Linked DNA regions of Arachis hypogaea: region 2 is linked to region 1. A link is a contact called in public Hi-C data. All regions are on one chromosome and are shown on one strand. The core of a region is the stretch at or near the end of the contact, and the rest is flanking DNA. Distances in the headings are between cores, read along the strand shown.

Evidence for each region. Hi-C and Micro-C count contacts between places; a contact is called where the count stands out from the background.
Region 2: a Hi-C map of leaf shows a contact between it and region 1, with 1.8 times the contacts expected there. The contact joins the promoter of LOC112771402 here to the enhancer-like site in region 1. A contact is called at or near these places in 2 of 8 Hi-C or Micro-C datasets (both in leaf).

What each region holds. Positions count from the first base shown.
Region 1 is chr18:29,329,968-29,334,078 of arahy.Tifrunner.gnm2.J5K5, forward strand. No RefSeq gene overlaps it. Among protein-coding and RNA genes, the nearest start is that of LOC140181155, 34 kb to the left of the region's middle. Within about 2 kb of position 2,029, at least 3 of the 3 cell types and tissues checked have open chromatin away from gene starts, as enhancers often do.
Region 2 is chr18:29,482,875-29,486,985 of arahy.Tifrunner.gnm2.J5K5, forward strand. It overlaps LOC112771402 (phosphoenolpyruvate carboxylase), which reads right to left and starts at 1,920. Exons shown (of 11, transcript XM_025816131.3): 1 at 1,605-1,920; 2 at 1,005-1,210; 3 at 270-661; 4 at 89-173. The coding sequence starts at 1,172.

The sequences.
Region 1 (4,111 bases), core at 779-3,278:
TTGTATTTTATTTTTTCCTAGAGGCTTGTATTGAGAGAGAAAAACCTGTATAAGCTATTTTTAAACTGTCTGGTTTTTGTATGTCTGTATATGGCTAGCCGGCTTAAATTCCGTGAGCCGTGGCTAGATTCTTATGATATTATACTCTTATCCTTTGTTATATTATATCTATATCTTGTGCTTTAAGTTAGTAGCTTCGTTAGTACGTTTTGCGCTTTTCAAATCCTGTTTTTGAGCTATATTCTTCATCGGGCTTCTAGATTATATTAATTCTTTCTATATAGTATATGTATGAGTTTTAGAACTGTCGTAACCTTTGATTAACATTTGCTTTACGACGCGAGGTAAGGCTTAGGCTAATTAGGGTGTTACACTTGCACTTACACATGCACACACGCGACTGAAAGAGTGAAACCCAAAATTAGAAGTGATTTTTGTAAATAGATATCGACTAGATATGACTAAAAAATTTCAATATGTCTCCCAAAACGGTGAAATTCTATAAAATAGGCCAATCAATAAGGATGAAAATAGGTTGAATCAAGTCGAATTTTAGTTTTGATGAGTCTAATCCATATTGTAAATAATTGGCCCAAACTAAGTTCTGTTACCTCTCATAGATTTTTTTTTATGGTTCGAATTCGACTTGTTTAAAATTCGACAAGCTCATGAGCCTATTTAAAAACTATGTTTCGTGAGTTATAACTCAAAATAATAAACTTCAAAATTCTAAATTGACATTAAACGCATTCTAAAATTTATAATTTATAATTTGTAAAGCATCATTCATTTATATATCAATTGTTAGTCACATATTATAACTATATTTTCAAGAAAGAAAAAAAAAAATCTTAAACGGCCTCTAACAAGTATCTCGAAAGTCAATGAGGTCCTAAAAAAAAAATCCTTTCTAGCCCCTAAACTTTACTTCTATAAGACTGATTAGCTCCTCTATTAATATTTTCTCTCTGTATTAACGAAATAAGCCTACATGACATGTTAAACTATTGATTTATTCATTAAGAGCCAACTAAAATTGACAAATTCTTTTTTGTTGGGAGTTTCGTTGTCTTTTAAGGATAATTGTTAAGGCCGTTTTGTTTTTTTTTTAATATTTTTTGTTACTTTTTCAAATATATTAGCTAAATTTACGGTGTAAAACTAAGAAATATTAGTGATTTTTAAATTATTTTTTTTATAAAATTAAATAGAGGATATATTAGTGATTAACGTGTCACATAAGTATGTTTTGAAGAGATATCATTAACATAGTGGCTAATCAGTCCCACGAAGTAGAATATTAAGGGCCGAAAAGGGTATTGTTTTTGTCGGGAGCCTCAAAGTCTTTCAAAAAAATTATCAAGGGCAGAAATGGGTATTCACCCTATTTTTAATCTATAAACATTTTTTTAGAATAAAAAAGATATAAAATTTTGATCTGATCCACACTAAAATCATCGGATCGGGTCGGATCCAATATCTGTAGCTTTTTAAGCTTGGATCCAATCTGACCCGTACATTTGCGGATTGGATTGGATACGATATTTCCGCAAAACACAAAAATATTTTTAAAAGTTTATTTTTATCAAAACAAATCAATAAAGTTTATTTTTTCTATTCTTTTAAATATGTTTATTTTAAAAATAATATTAAACATACTTTTTTTGAATAATAAATTAAAATAATGCAATATATATGATAATTATTAGTTGAAACAAAACATAAAAAAATATTTACTTATTTATTTTTTTATTTTGGGGGATAAGCGGATATGCAGATACATATACAAAATTCGTAATCCGATTTATTAGTGTGTGGATCGGTTGGATCCGATAACCTTACGGATCAGATTCATAGCCGTAATTTTTAGATCGAATTTGGATAAACAATACGAATATACGAATCGGATCCGATACATGAACACCCCTAAATGCTAGCGTGCTTCTAGGTTAAAGGTTTAGCATGTGCTAAAATGAGGTGGAGTTACCTGACGGAAGACGCGTGTACGCGTTGGTGCTCTCCGCATAGACAAGAAGTTGACTCGTTTTAGTTTGTGCAAAGAGTTGTTGATTAAACATGAAAAATTGTAGCTGCACTAATCTATTGTTAATGGTGATTAGGTGGTTGGGTTGGATTTTTTTGTTGCAATGGACTCTTTTTGGCAATAAAGGTGGATTTTAGGCTTATCGAACTAAATTTATGAAAATTTCACTAGTTGGAATTTTGTCGATCCTATCAAGAAGAAAGTTGAACCAAAACAAAAAAGAAAAGGTTTGAATAAATTCGAATGTATAAATAAAGGATGAAGATTTGGACCGTGTAATGGATTTAGTATTTGAAATGTGTATGGTAATTTTTTATATGCTATTAAGTGTTAAAAAAAAAGAGATAAATAACTGATGGTAAGGTATAAACTAGGTTGTCCTGAATATTTAGAAGAAAAGAAATTTTATCATATTAATACTATGAAAAGTATTTTGATAGTATAAATTGTTGTAGTAATGTTACGATAAAGCAAGAACTATGTATATTTATTGTGTTTTCGTTGAAAAATGAAGTATTTTTACTATCTTTTTAATGAAAAATAAAGTTAGTAACGTGAGATCATATAATAAGAGTTGATATAGTTATTTTGAATTGTCGATGGAAGGTAAAATATCGAAAAAGATCATATAAAAGAGATCATATAGTTATTTTGATATAGTTTCCCGTGAAGTCATCATTCGTGGTTGAATACTTATCTGCTCAACTTGCTTTCCCTGTCTCCGTCTAAGATTCGATATTCCTTTCTACTAGCCTACTCCTCTAAACTTCAACCAATCCTTCCAGATGAAGCTTCCAGACTAGTATAATCACAATAAGCAAGTGGCTCAATCAAATCCTAACTCATTAAGTTTTTTCAGCTACATTATTATTATTAGGGTCTTATGCTTATTGTCCTTTTTTTTATTTTTGAAAAACATTCTAATACCCTTTAAAAAGTCTTCTAGCAATCAAAGGCCATCTTTATACCCAAAAAAAAAAGTCCAACCCCAACAAAAGGACCAATTCAGTTGTAACCAAAATTAAAAATACATTACTATATACTAATTGTGCCATTTTGCAATTACGCCTGCTCCATTCGACAACTTACTGCAATCCTTGCATCATCTCAGTTGCTACTTTTTCTTCCAGCAGCAAAACCTTCACGAGTCAGATTTTTCATATAGCTAACTCATTTCAACACTTGCTGAAAAAAATCAAATTTCAGCACCATAGGACACCCCTATGTTATAATATCGTTTTTAGGTGGATGTCATTTAAAAAGAGGCAACTTATTAATGCTTGTAAAAAGCCTTTCGAAAAGTAAGATATGTATTGAATTAAAGCATAATGACACAAAGCAAAGACAATGTGAGTGTGTTGAGTATATTATTGAGAGTGTATTATAAAATCTTAATCATAACGAGATACATATATTAAAGAGTATTAATAAAATCTCTTTTTCTCTTTGGTTTATTTCTATATCCACTTCATTTATTTATTTATTTATTTTATAACACGTTCAATATAAAATTCTAATAAAATTTGAGGAAGAGAATATATATAGTAATAAATTTTAATTATGTCAAAATTTTTTATTTTAAATTTGTAACTCTTAATATTTTAACAAAAGAAGAGTAAAATCCCTTACCGACTCCTGTCTATTTTCATTTTAGACAACCTGTATCCTATCGAGTGAAAAATGATAACCCGACCCTTATCTTTCGTCTCTGTTAGACATATGAACCCTTTTGTTAAATTCTTTGGCAAGTCTTGACAGATTTGATGACATGTCACATTGAGCTATATAACGTGGCATTACTTCTCCGACGTAGACTATAACCATTAGATTAGAACAATGAAGCCTTTGTCGAATCACCAAAACGACGCTGTGTCTGGGGAGTATTTCCATTTCTAAACCTAATAGAAGAAGCTAACCGTAGGAGAAGAAGGAAACCATGAGTGATGCAGAGCAGTCTTCAACATCTCAACGACGTCTTGGAGGTAGGAAGAGTTCAAATTTCATGGGTTCTAAAGGTTATCAATGGCCTAAAAAAGGGGGTTGAATCTATGACTTCTTTTTTAACTT
Region 2 (4,111 bases), core at 670-3,169, 150 kb after region 1:
ATTGAAGATTATAGATAGTTTAGAACTCCAACATTCTATCTAACAAGAACCGAAATAAGAGAAAGATTCGAATGATTTCGTCACTTACCTCCCTCTGCAGAGCCTCATCAAGCTCCTGCTTATCATCAGGAGTGATGTCTTTGGCGTACAGCTGAGATAAACAATTCCGGATCCTGAAGAAAGCATCCAAAATGGAGAAATCAATGTCAAAACAAATAAAATGAATAAAATTGAAGAATATAGCAGCGAAACTATATTTTGATACAAACCTTCCATGCTTTTGAAGCAATGATCTACGAATGGATTGAGTAGGATGAGCAGTAAGAACCAGATCAACTGTCTGGTTCTTCAGCGCATCGAAAACTTCCTGAGGGGACTTCTTCAGGTTCAATACAAGTTTCTTGAGAGTTTCTTCAATGTCTGATTCAGTGGTTGCATTGTTCTCATCCACAAAATCACCCTTCTTCAACTTGTTCCTTCGGCGATGAGCAATCTGAACTTCTTCCGCTAAGTTGGCAAGGTTAAGCATATGTGAGAAGGACTTCGCTACGACGATAGAGTCCCCGGCATCTAAACTGGTTATCACTTTGCCAAGTTCTTCAAGTTTCTTAGGATCATGCTTGCCTTCATACTCAGCAGAAAGCTCATACACTTCTTGAACCTTCACAAGATGAACAATTTTAGTACCATCACTGTGAAACAGTTTTCCAGCTCATAATATTAAGAGAATTTCAATATAACAGAATCTAGAAAAGAAAAATTGATCATATATTCTGTGATTTTCCCTTTCTTACTCTAAGATTTCCTCTAATAGAAGGCCTTATTTCCTTAAATGTTTTTCAAAACCAATAATGGACCCAACCATAGTATCCCACATAATAGAAATTTGATCACCAAACAAAAACATTGAAATAATAACCAAAACATATCAAAACGTTGATCATGAAATGAAATCAGTGATAGGGTTTGAGAATTGACACAAAAAAAAGAAACTTTAAACTTACCGTTTCTCTGAGATCTTCACCATGTAAATCTTGAAGAATATCAAGGAAGCGATCCAAAAGAAGAGCATCATACTCAATAAGCTTATCATCCTCACTCACTTTTGCTGGTGCCAATTGCCTCAACTGTGCATCAATTGATGCCATCTTCTCCAAATTCCTATTCGCCATTTTTGCTTTCTCTCTGTTTCTCTCTATGTCGTTTCACTCTGTTGAGTATTCACAAAACACCATTTAAAAAGGGTCTCAAACAATGATCAAAACGAGAACCAAAACCCATAGAAACACACAACAGCATCATATTAAAAAATTATGAGAAAGCACAGAGCCAAATCAATGAAGCTAAAACCAAGGGGCTAATCAAAAGAACATCCATAGATTCTTAATCCAAACAAACCCCCCCAAATAATAAGGAACTTAAGGAGACGTTGACATCTACAATTTGATATCTGCATGACACGTGTAACATGGACAAAAAATAAATAAAAATGTTCATACAAATTGAGTTATGAAAAGGAAAAAAAGGGGATCTTTGCATGACCCCATGATGAATAATGAATAATAAAATCCTATGCTATGATATATACGGTTCTTAATTATTACCTTTGTCTACAGATACGAGGAAGAAGAAGCACTGAAGAAGAAGAAAGAAGCAGTGTCAGAAGAGAGAGGAGATAAGAGAAATGCCTTTTAAGATTGATGTAGCAAAGTGATGAAGCACTTGTCTTTATATACACAAAAATGGTGGGGACGTTTGTTACATACACGAACAAAATATTTTTTTGTTGTTTTTTTATAAACTACATATATATTTTTTCCTTGTAGATATTTAAATGTTTCAAGAAAGAAAAGTGTTGTGCTGAGGCCTGAGGTGAATCTAGTCATCATTATTCGATTTGAGGTCGAATATGCCATTCTCAGTTTCCAATGATTCTTTACTTTTTCTTTGATACTTTAATTTGGTAATTTGTATGCAATTTTTTTTTTAACGAGAATTATTGTGTCCGTTGGTTTTGATTTAAATATGGGTTAAGTATGATTTTTTGTTGTGAGGGTTAAGTACGATCTTGGTTCATATAATTTAGGCTGAAAATTTTGTTTATTTCTAATTTTTTTGCATTTAAATTTATACTTAAGGTTCAACTTGATTTTAAAATTATTTTTTGGACTAAAATAACCTTCTTCTCTCACCTTTTCACCATTTTTTTTACTATATATTGTTGCAGTCCATTTAATTAAATACTTGATGGACAGTAACAGTGGCTGAGATAATATCATTATGAAAGAAGCAGAGAGTTCTTTGTTACACCAATAAAAAACAACAATGTCATTCATCTCTATTCTCATCTAACTACACACACATCAAATACTTAGAAAAAGCAAAAGAAAATAAGAGAGAAAACAAAGAAAAGAGAGAAAAAAGAAAATAGAACAGTACGACGAGATCGAAAAATAAAGCAAAATGACCGAGACCGAAAAGCACTACGAAAAATACCACGACAAGGACGAAAAGCAGCTTGACGACCATAGCAGAACAGCACAACAAGAATGACAAGAAGTAAATGCATGACAATATTGGTGGCGAAGTGGCAGAAAGAGAGGCACGATCAGAGTCCGGTAGCGCAAAAGCAGGGACAATGATGAGCTGTGTTGTCTTGAGGAGGCAAAAACGGTGACAGGGGCGTGTGACGTCCTCCCTCGCCGGTATCGTCGCCACCTTCCTCTTTCCCCATATCTCTCCTTTTGATTCTTGAATCGTTGTTTCTGTTTTGGAGCGCGCGTGCTCTCTCTCCCCCCCCTCTCTCTCTCCATTCCTCTATCTCATCGAAGAGAGTGGCGAAGATGCGGCGGTGGGGGCGGTTTTGGGCACTGCCATATTCTCTTTCTCTCTTCCTCCCCTTTCTTCTTCTACTTCTTTTTCCGTGCATCTCTCTTTTTCTCTAGTGCAACTTTTCTTCCTCTTTTTTTTGTTCTTTTTTTTAGTTTTATAATATTTTTGTTAGGGATAATTTAGTCCAACATTTTAAGATTTAGGTAAAAAAGATAATTTTAAAATCAAGTTGAACCTTAGGGACAAATTTAAATACAAAAAAAGGTTAAAAATGAATAAAATTTTTTACCTAAATCATATGGACCAAAATCGTACTTAATCCTTTAAATAAAATTGACTTCATTCATAATATCCAAGCGATTCAATTTTTAACCTTTAATAGACAATTCTTTATGTTATATGTGATTTTAAAACATTATAAGAAATACTGATGCTATAAGTACAAGTATTTTTGTAAGAATTGGAATAACCGTTTTAATAGAATAATAATTTTTAATTGTCCGAAATAGGTTCAAAAATATAAAAATATTTTTTTAAAATATAAAGGTGAAATTTGAGTTAAATGAATTTTTTTTGAGTTGGAAAATGTATCTTCTGCGAAAAATGTTTGTAAAAATGCATACCGAAACTTAAGCCGGCAGTACCGGCTCTAGTCTGTCTGGTACTGCGTATTTTAGTAAAATAAGATTTTGAAAATTTATTTATTATTTTGAAATGACAAAAAAATAATTTAGAATTAAAAATCGGGTGTTAATCTTAAATGTTTCGGCCCAAAGTTGGGCCAAACGAGCCAAAAATACTAACAGGTTGGAACAAGCCCAAGGCCCAACATATATATACTCTATTGATGAGCTTTAAGCTCATTTTGATGGGAAGAGAGAGAGAGCTCGGATAGATGAGAGTAAGGGGGGAAATCCCATTGTCACTATTCATCGTCACCTTCTGGGGGCCATAACTTGAGCTTCGGAGCTCCGATTAACAAGCCGTTTGTGGCCACGCGAAGCTCTTATCGAACTCTTTGTTTCTAGCTAGGCATTGTTGGTAAAAAATAAAAACTCAAGCTTCAGTTTCCTACCCTAGATTTTGTGCATTTTTTGTTATAGTTTTTGAATAAATTTTGTGATTTTGTTTGTTTAGGGTGATCTAGAATTTGAATATTATTGAGTTTTATCCCTAATATTGTTGGGTAAGGTAAGTCTCTTCAAACTCTTGTAGTTTGATGTTTTGAATTAGTCCTAGTGATGTTTTTGCATGTTATATGATGTTAGATTGAGGTTTG